Regions from separate parts of the Mus musculus genome. Here all the other regions are linked to region 2. The links are chromatin contacts, called in public promoter capture Hi-C maps. All regions are on one chromosome and are shown on one strand. The core of a region is the stretch at or near the end of the contact, and the rest is flanking DNA. Distances in the headings are between cores, read along the strand shown.

Evidence for each region. Promoter capture Hi-C pulls out the DNA fragments that hold promoters and counts their contacts. Capture Hi-C pulls out chosen DNA fragments and counts their contacts.
Region 1: a promoter capture Hi-C map of liver shows a contact between it and region 2. The contact joins the promoter of Paqr8 here to the promoter of Tmem14a in region 2. A contact is called at or near these places in 1 of 39 promoter capture datasets (the C10 cell line), 1 of 15 datasets of contacts at CTCF or cohesin (the NIH/3T3 cell line), 4 of 115 datasets of contacts at active chromatin or transcription factors (embryonic stem cells, epiblast stem cells and stem cell-derived neural progenitor cells) and 3 of 9 other capture datasets (adipose tissue, liver and macrophages).
Region 3: a contact with region 2 is called in a promoter capture Hi-C map of the HPC-7 cell line. The contact joins the enhancer-like site here to the promoter of Tmem14a in region 2. A contact is called at or near these places in 4 of 39 promoter capture datasets (the C10 cell line, the HPC-7 cell line, liver and 1 more), 2 of 15 datasets of contacts at CTCF or cohesin (the NIH/3T3 cell line and large pre-B cells), 3 of 484 Hi-C or Micro-C datasets (the G1E-ER4 cell line, LSK cells and muscle stem cells), 5 of 115 datasets of contacts at active chromatin or transcription factors (bone marrow-derived macrophages, embryonic stem cells, epiblast stem cells and 1 more) and 5 of 9 other capture datasets (adipose tissue, embryonic tail, embryonic trunk and 2 more).

The regions. Positions count from the first base shown.
Region 1 is chr1:20,888,982-20,892,068 of GRCm38.p6, reverse strand. It overlaps Paqr8 (progestin and adipoQ receptor family member VIII), which reads right to left and starts at 1,521. Exons shown (of 3, transcript NM_028829.4): 1 at 1,383-1,521. It overlaps 6720483E21Rik (RIKEN cDNA 6720483E21 gene), which reads left to right and starts at 1,596. Exons shown (of 4, transcript NR_040492.1): 1 at 1,596-1,961; 2 at 2,140-2,223; 3 at 2,414-2,593; 4 at 2,930-3,087.
Region 2 is chr1:21,216,955-21,220,222 of GRCm38.p6, reverse strand. It overlaps Tmem14a (transmembrane protein 14A), which reads right to left and starts at 1,648. Exons shown (of 5, transcript NM_029398.3): 1 at 1,334-1,648. The region is part of intron 1 of Gm28836 (a long non-coding RNA gene); the gene reads left to right.
Region 3 is chr1:20,911,248-20,914,450 of GRCm38.p6, reverse strand. All of the region lies in intron 1 of Paqr8 (progestin and adipoQ receptor family member VIII), which reads right to left. Among named protein-coding and RNA genes, the nearest start is that of Gm24171, 2.7 kb to the left of the region's middle. Within about 2 kb of position 1,675, at least 63 of the 459 cell types and tissues checked have an H3K27ac peak or open chromatin away from gene starts, as enhancers often do. A contact at or near this core is called in the G1E-ER4 cell line, the HPC-7 cell line, embryonic stem cells and 1 more, where this site is marked.

The DNA of each region.
Region 1 (3,087 bases), core at 272-2,771, 330 kb after region 2:
ACAAGGGTGGAACAGCCCAGGCATGGGAGCAGACTATGAATAACCTTAACAGGGGAATTGTAGCTAGTGCCTTCTGTAAAGGTGACTTTTTACTAGCTGCGGGAGACAAACCTTCACTAATGCAAACACGGAGTACGGGACACTGGAACACTAAAGTTTGCCTGTGGCATGCTGTGTGCTTGTTGACGTCCCTCAGAAGCTGTCTCTCACTGGACAAGAACAAATAGGACCTACGGATTGTAACTCTACACACACCTACATCATACGTGCTCTGCCCAAAGCGCAAAAGGTAGATATCCCGTGTGTATCGGAAATCTCACTTGAAGACCATTCCTTTCACCTTAGTCTCTCCTCGTCGCACCCCCAAGCAAAACCATTTCTAACCCAGGTCAGAAATATGAGGTGCAACGTACGCAAGACAAAGTGCTCACCAGGACCAAGGGTCTCTCTAGTATTCCTGGGTACCTATAACTACTCAGAGAGTTGAGGCAGTTGGCTGCTTCCTTGCTCTTGGCAACTGATCACCCTTTCATAGGTCCCCCAGTACTCCTAGACTCGCGAACGCTGCTGGGTCCTCACTTGTCCTGTCTAGGGTTCCTCAATCTGCTGTCAAGGGAATACCCTCTTGAGGTGTCCACGGCCACCTCCACTGAAAGGACAGCATTCTCAACTGGCTGATATACTCCCAGCACTGTCCCGCCGGCCACCTCCGCCCCTTTGTGCTTTCCCACCGCTCGGTCTACCATAGCCTCTAAATCTGAAACCTACAGCTATCAGCACAACTCTCTGCGGTGTCTCCTTGGAGAATCCCGCTCCATCTTCCTCAAGAAGTTCATGCCTCTCTCACCTTACTCTTTCCGGGAGGGGGGTTCCCCTCTCTTGGGCACCCCCTTCCGCCCTGTTCTTCCTCTACTCGGCATTCCCCTCCGGGATTCCGTTCCCCTCTGCCCTGTGGAGGGCGCCCCAAGAATGCGCACAGGACTACTCCTCCTTTACATCCTTCCTCTCCGGTTCTCTGGGCTCAGACACCCTCAATTCACGGTCGTGACATCTACTTCAAATCCCCGCTCCCCAGGCTCCTCACCATCGCAGTCCGGATTTCCTAGCCCTTCAGGGCTCTGCAGTTCCCCAACTCCACGGTTTGGACTGTCTGCTGTGCATTCTGAAAGCCGATATTAAAACTCTAACATTGGGTCCCAGCTCGGGCCGCTAGGTTCCGGGCACCTGGCAATGAGGGTCTACATCCTCCCTACAGGTCGGGTCAGGCGCTCCTCTACGCCGAAATCCTGACGTCCCCGCCTCCCGGCTCTGGCAGAGACTCCCCAGCATCTCAGTGGAGACCTGCACCCTGCCCGACCCCCACCCCCACAGTCGGGACTTACGAACACCAGCGCGGCCGAGCTCCTGCAGCCCAGCTCCGCCAGCCGCACTCCCGACTCCAGCTCCGGGAGAGCTCTTTCTGAGCCTCCCCGACCGCCGAGGGCTCTGCACCCGAGAGCGGCCGGGAGGAGGGGACAACCCGGATGGCGACGCCCAGCTCCGCCCTTTCCCGGCCCAGGGGAGGGCTGCCCAGCCCGGTGCACACTCTGCTGCTACAGCCACCGCAGCCCAGCCGAGGAAGTTGACTGACGCCGCTTCCTTCCATCCTTCCACCCACCTTTAGACCCTCGCACCCACCCCCAGACCTTCTTAATTGCAAACCCCTCGGGGGCTTGAGACAGCCAGGGATGCGGTTTGCGCTCTGTGTTCTTTCCCAAAACCATTTCCTAAATCCCTTGGGGGGGGGGGGGTGGATAAAAAAACTTCATCTGCCATTTCCAATCCTGGCCTTCTTTCCTCTCATTGCTCTAGGGTGAACTCGGTATAATGCCCAGGAAATCACGCTGTGCATCCCATGAAGGCCCTGCGGACACATTTTCACATCCCCGTGCAAGACTCATACTTCTGCTGCGGTTGCATGTGTGAGTGCATCATGCATGTCACTGGACACACGTATGCTGTGCCAAGCAGACCCCTCTACCCGCCCCACCCCACCCCCATGTAACCTCCATTCACTAAGTCTGCCCGCAGTGACTGCAGTTGTTCTTCACCCACAATACACCCTGTATGCACCATAATTTTTTTTTTCAATCCATTTAGGAAGTAGGACCATCAGTTAACAAATTGAATTGGCTTTGCTGCTGAAAAGCTGCCAGCATCGTTCAGAAGAAAGGGAATGGAAAGGTCAGATCCCGGGAAGATGGCCTGTGTCAGCTCGCCTGTACGAAGAAGGCCCATCTTTCCTACTGTTCTGAGACAGTTCTGGACTGAGTTTGGGCTCTTTTCATTTAAACCCACCCTGTTCCAGGGAAGAATCTAACCATGTTTTTACCATTCCCAGTATTTAAAAATCTGTTATTTGGTGTATCTTCAGCAAAATATCTGGAAGCAAAGTGAACTGTTCATACAGTGGGATTTCGTTCACTCCGTAAATGAAGATGTTTGGATTCTGGGATGTTATGGGCAGGCTGAAGCAGATTCGGACCCCGAGAGAGTCCAGGGACCTGTCTCAGTGCAGGGCTTTCCCCACAGGACAGTGACCCGGTGTGCAAAGGTGCGTGCGAAAGCTCAGGAGGCTCTGGGATGCACCTGCTGCCTTAGCTTGAAGATGTCCAGGCTGCCCTTGTATCCTGGGAAGCTGTGGCCGTCCATATTAGCCAATATTTCTTATTTTAGCCAGAGACCTCAGCCATAAAGTGATACTATAAGAGGAAGGAACCCCTGCCACCCTCTGCCCCGCCCCCACACATACATTTCTACTCAGACCTAAACTAGAAACAATATTAAAAGTCCCCAAATCTGAGGGTCTACCCTAAGGTTCATGTCAGCTGATGTGAGCCACATCAGTAACCATAGAGTACATGAAGTGCGTCTCCTTCTGTTCTTGCAGCACCTTCCACCCCGGGAGAGCTCCTTTATCTCAAATGGAGTCCTATGAGAAGACTAATTCCTCTGATTCTAAAACTGTGGGTTGTAATCCTGTGCTAGGGAACTGAAGGTAGGGCTGTAAAAACCCTCACAACAGTCCAAGGGTTTCCAGTGTGCAAC
Region 2 (3,268 bases), core at 399-2,898:
TGATGCTTTTCCCTTAGTCAGAGTCTCTGGGCAGTAGTGTGTGTGTGTGTGTGTGTGTGTGTGTGTAAGCACGAGAGCATGTTTGTGTGTGCACATACACATATATTTGAACTATTCACTGATGTGCCTAATAGTCAAGAAGACATACTTTTTTAAAAATCCAAAGCTAATAGCACAGATTATTCGTCACTGGATAGTAACGTGGATTCTAATTTTTCTTCTAAGCTAACTTAAAATATGAAAAGTGAGTTCACCTTCTTGAGTCCCCCAACTGATCGTGTGACCCTGTTTCAATAAGAGATAAATTCCTTTAATTTCCTGCTTGAGATTCGTTGCCTGTCAGATTCTTTTTCTCTGCCAGCCAAGCTCAAGTAGGGCAAACCCACACTAGTTCATCCATTGCTGACCTGCACACAGCTCCAAGCGCACTGCCCTGAGAGAATGAGTGGGTGGCTCCAATACACAGCCTGTGTGGAAGTTATCCAGTGGCTGGCCACCCCCCCAACCCACACCCACACCCCCACTGCCTCACCATCCTTGGCTACATTGTCAGGAATCCCACAATTCCTGCGTCTCCACAGAGAACTGAGTTTAGTTCTATAGAAGGGTAAAATTAATCCATTGCCAACAATTGCTTACTGTGAAAACTTACACAAGTCAGTTATCTTGCTGGCTTCTTCTGGAAAGCAAAGGACACTTGCCTCCCCGCACCTGCTTCCCAAACCCCAAAGGGTGTAAGAACTTGAAAGTTGTGGAATGTGGCTGGAAGAGGGAGGCATGTTCACTGCATGTTCATGCAACAGACAGAGGCTAGGTGCTGATATAGGACTGGAAAACGTCCTGGATGCAATGCAACAAAATTATTCACTGCTTAGCATAGGAAACTGAAAATCCCTCCGCAGCCCCACCATCTCAGGTCCTCCTGAATCTTCTCCACCCACTAAGATATCTGTAAATAAGTATGCACAAAGCATTTTCACATAAAAATAAACTAATTACCTATGATCTAAGTGGGCATGAGAGCCATTTTTGAAGCAAGTCTTGGTTGAACTTTACCTACCACCACGCCTCACCTCTGGGAAGGTAAAGAGTAAGACAGATGCGATATTTAGGGCCCCCAGGAAAGCAGAAATTCAGGAAATTGGAAGGATGAGCCAGAAAAGATCTGTGGGAGGGCAGATGCCATTCCCTCCCTCCCTCCCCAGGTCGTCTGAACTGTTTTCTGCTGTGAAGATCGAGGGACTGAAGGAGAGGGCGGATGCTCAGCAAAGAACGGTTTATTCTCATGCCTTTGCATGAAAAGTTTCTTTTAAGGGATGGATGCACAGCTCACCTGCACCCTTGAGCACTTGCTGCAGCTGGTGAAAGCGGAAAAAGCGCAAGAGTAGTCCCTCAATCCGGAAGCAGTTCTGCGCAGGCGCACTGCCTAGCTGCGACCCGCCTTAGAGAGCAGAGTGCACAGAGCTGAGTCCTCTCTGGAGCTGGTTCGTGCGTTGTAGAGTCCTGGATCCCAAGTTCTTCTACTGTCCTCGGCCTGGGAGTGGGGTGCAGCTCTGGGCCAGCAGAGGCCAAGACCCTGGGAAGTGAAGTCGCTTCCCCACCCGGCTGTGTAGGCCCCGAGAGCGCAGGGTTGGAGTCTGCTTCCCCCTGCCGGCCGGGATGATGCTTGCAGAGGGACTCCTTGGTTTAGCTAGGATCCCCCTACATCGTCATAAGAATTTTAGGAAGGTAAACAACATATACATAGTCTACAAATTGTTTCCACTTTCAGTGGAGGTGGGGACGTTCCAGAATGCGAAGGTCTTCAGGATCAGTGAAAGTTAACCTGATTTCAAGGCATGAATGCCGGTAGGTAGATAAGGGCATAGATAGCCTCCTGATCTTTTACTCTTTTACTCTGTGGGATCAAGGTATCCAGGTTTAGATGATCAGGAGGTGTGGCACATAACGCCACAGTTGGAAAGAATTTTGAGTCCTGCAAGGCTAGGGGAATCAGTTTCCAGAAAATCTCCTTACACTGACATTAAATTGTGTCTCTTGGTAAATTCTCATGCGACTCCAGTTGGGCTTTCTAGGATGGAAATAGTAATTAGGATGAACACTGTGCCCTCCCTTATACAACAGCAATCAAGGTATTCAGGAAAGCTCCAGAATTCTCGGAGGTGAGGAGTAATAGAATTACCTCAAAGACATATACATTAATTATATACATTAAACAGGTGGCATTTGTTTGTTGATCCTACACACCACACCACACACACACACACACACACACACACACACACACATTTGGAGAAGTAATGTGACTGCTTTTGAGAACTGGGAAATCTATACTGCTCCTAGAGAATTAATCAGACCCTGGAAGTGTCGCAGGGGCGCTGACATAGGGCTATGGAGTGACACGGAGCTATGGAGTTAGTCCCATCCTAAAGTTTGCTTTCAGATTCTCCTGGTTCTCTCTTCTTCCCACATCCTGATTGTGCACACGTGGCCTAGCTATCTCTGTCTCTGTCTCTCTCTGTCTGTCTCTCTCCCTTCCCCCCCCCTCCTCAGATTCAGAACTCTTTCCTACTCAAAGTCTAAAAATAATATGAAAACCCTCTTGGAAAGCTTTATTATTTCCATGGCATGCTTGGGTAAATGATGGCTCCTTTACTCACAGTGGATTTAGAGTTTGGTCTTTGTTGTTGTTCTGTTGGTCTGAAAGTTGGAGCACAGTCCTTCTTGTGCAGTCTGTTGCACTTAAACACCCCTCATACCATCAGCCCCGGCAGCAGATTAAGATATGGCTCAGAATAGACACTCAGAGATTCTCCTACTAAAGTACCAGAAGATGAAGCCGCCACAACATGCTCCTATTCAGTGATTCTAAATGAACCCCAGAGAACATCTCTCTGTAGGGCATTTGGGATTCCACACTGTCAGATATGTGGAACAGGACTGCTCTTAGGTAGAGGGAACTTGTCACCTGAGCTCAAGCCATCAGCTGCCACCTGCTCGAGTGGAAGCCAAGGGTGGAGCTGAGGATGAGGGTGCAGTGAAACCTTCGGCCTTTGCCAACCTGTAAGACTGTCTACCTACGATCCATGGTGACAGAGACACAATTCCCTGTGGCCTCAGCACCTCTGCCAACTTGTAAGACTGTGTGATAGTTAGAGTGAAAATGGCCCCTAAATGCTCATAGCAGTGGCACTATTAGGAGGTGTCCCCTTGTTTCATGAAGTATGTCACCGGGAGTGGGCTCTGTCTCTTGGCCTTGAGATGCTCG
Region 3 (3,203 bases), core at 426-2,925, 310 kb after region 2:
TCTCATGCCCAGATCCACGGCTTTGAATTGGCCCCACCCCAACATCCACCCCATCAAGGAACTGCTGGAATCCATAAAGAGGCTGGTCCTACAGATTCAAACCTATGGGATCTCCATGACACAGGGCAGCAACAGGGTATCCAAGCGGAGTCCCAGTGAGCTTCCAGCAGTGATAAAGTAGCAGAAGCCAGAGGCCTTATACCAGACTCATCGTAATGAACATTTGCAAGCAAAGAAGTGTGGGCAAAAGGTAAAAGTGTGGGATATACTGTGACACACTATAGCTTCCACAGGAAATGTTTATGTCTCTGTTGTGAGGGAGGTTGAAAGGGTGGAGAGAAGAGGAGGGGATGGGGAGATGAATGGGATCGGGATGCAGGATGTGACATTCATAAAGAACCAATAAAAAGTAAAAGGAAGAAAGAAAGAAAGGAAGAAAGAAAAAGAGAGAGAGAGAAAGAAAGAAAGAAAGAAAGAAAGAAAGAAAGAAAGAAAGAGAGAGAGAGGAAGAGAAGGGAAGGAGGAAGGGAAGGGAAGGGGAAGGGAGGAAGGAAGGCATGAGAGGAAGAAAGGAAGGAACAGGTTGAAGGTGAGAGGAAGAGAGGAAAGAATTTTGTTTATAAACTAAAGGAAGTCAAACATTAGGTAGACTGGTTACCAAAAACTGGAGTAGGGACCATTTTCAAGGTTGGTGGAATATATTTTTCCAACTATGACCGTCATAGTGTGGAAAGGACACATGCTGAAAGAGCCTGTTTCTACCCCTCCCCATCCCTGCAGTGCAGTTTCAGAACCCCTGTCTAGAGAGCAGGATTGTGGGAGAGGCAAAGTCATTGGCCGCCCCTCGTGTGAACCTCCTCAGGGTCAGAATGTGGTGGCCCGGAAATCTTCCTGATTGCAGAGCAGAGATTCAAGCTGAGCCTACCATTTTCTTATCACATCTAGAAAAGTGATATCAAAACTGAGTTGTGGGAATCAGTTGAAGACTGCAAAGAAAGGGTGCCGGTCTCTTCCTAATTTCGTCATAAGTACAAAGTGTTGTCTTAAACAGTGGTAAGTTGATACCATTTACACTGGTCTCCTAAGTTCACCATAAAACACAACCAGGTCACAGAGTTTTCTAGGCGGCTCCTCGTTCCATGTCACATGATATATCAGGTAAAGAGTACCTGAAATAAGACTATCTGAGCTCCCTCCTTACTTAGATGGTGATAGAAGGTCAGACGAAGCTTTGCAAATCCCAAGGTTATGAGGGACTTACAATTCATACTGAAAATGAATGTTTTCTCAGCTCCCAGGAAGCCAAGCCTCCCCAGGCTCAATAACAACCTGAAAAACCAAGATAAAAAGAAAGAAACAAAGAAAAATCACACCTCTGGGGGTTTTTTTTTGTTTTGTTTTTTTTTTTTTTTTTTTTTTTTTTTTTGCTTCTAGGCTCCAGTTCAACTTTAGAAAGGGTCACAAGCATTTATCATTGCAGTCACCTGACCTGTGGTCTCAGGTGACATCTCATTAAAGCCAGTGCAGGTGCCACCTGAGCGCCTGGATTGTCTTTCTAACCAAGCTGAAAAGTGGCCAACCCCAGCTTCAACCTCAGCAACCTCCCAGTGACACTGCCTGAACGTTGTCTGCTCTTTGCCACAGCGCCCGCGCCCGCGCCCACGCCCACGGGCCCTGGAAGATTTAGTCTTAGATTAAGATCACCATGGCTGCCAGGAGATAAACAAGCCCTCTCAGGCCTTCCTCAGGCCTCCGCTTCTCGAGGAGCTACCCAGCCTCCCTCCTGATTTAAACCCAGCCTCCCTCCTGATTTAAAGCTGCTTGGCGCTCCACCAGGCACCACACTCTGCCCCGTTTCATTTCAGATTTACTCCTTGTAGCTTAATGTATTACTTTCCCTCTGTGTGTTCAAGTACACAAAATTTACCAGCTTAACCTCTTTGTCTTCATCCTGTCCTCCTCCTCATCTTTTCTTCCTCCTCCTCCTCCCCTTCTCCTCTCCCTCCCACTCCTCTCCTCTTCCTCCTCCTCTTCTGTCTTTTTCTCTCAACCTTGTTCCTTATTCTTCTTCCAGAGTCTCATTATTTAGCCCAGATGACCTCAAAACTCCCACACGGGCTGCTAAGCCCTGACATCACAGACATGCACCGCTGATTTCAGTGTCCCATCTCTTCCCTTCTCAGAATGTAGTTAAGCACACTCATTTGTCTAAACCACAACTCTTTCTCTCCTGCAAAACAAAGCCCATTATCTCCTGCTCAGGCCTCCCTCCTCTCTTCTCTCTGGCCCCTGGAAACTATTTTTTTGTTTTATGTACTGTTTTTGGGACTTCATATTCACGGACTCAAAATCTTTTTATAAGTGACATCTCTTTTTCTTTTTTTTTTCTTAGCACACTTTTTAATATATCTATGAAGTAAATCCTGGAAGATTAATTGCTAGGACTATATGCATTTAAACTACGATGACTGCAATTCTGTCTTCCAAAAATGATTGAGACAATTTATAATTCAACCAACAATATTTAAAAGTAGTTTGCTGGGAACATTAAGTCAAGGCAAAGGTACTTGACTCCAAACCGAATAACCTGAATTTAATCCTTAGCACATGGAGAGAACTGACCCCCACAAAGTGGGGCCTCTGCATGCTCCTCTCAGGACAAGTACACCCATATGTACACATACACGCTCCAGAGACAGAGATATGGACACACATACACAAATTAAAAGGAAAAAAAAAACCAGTTTTCTATATCCTTACCAAAGGAACATTTCAGCTTTTTATTGGGATTCAATGAATAGTATTACTTATAAGTGACATTTCACTTGGCACCACGTCCCCTGGTTTCAGCCATGTGTGTAGTATGTGTCAACACTTCTTTGAGGGTCAACATTGTGTGTGTACATCACGCTTTGTCTACATGTTTGTCTGTCAGTAGAGGAGTCATCCCACCCTTTTGGCTATTGAGAGTGAAGTTGCTGTGACTGTGGTGTATAAATATCTTCTCAGGACCGTGCTTCCAGTCCTTTGGTACACACATACCCTGAAGTGGGATTTCTGGATAATAGTAATTTCATTTTAAATATTTTGAGAACATTTAAAATGGAATTTTAAATATTCTCGCCACACCATCCTCAATGACAGCTGCAATTTTTGTTATCCACCAGAATGTTCCAATTTCTGCACAGCTTCAATACTGGCTT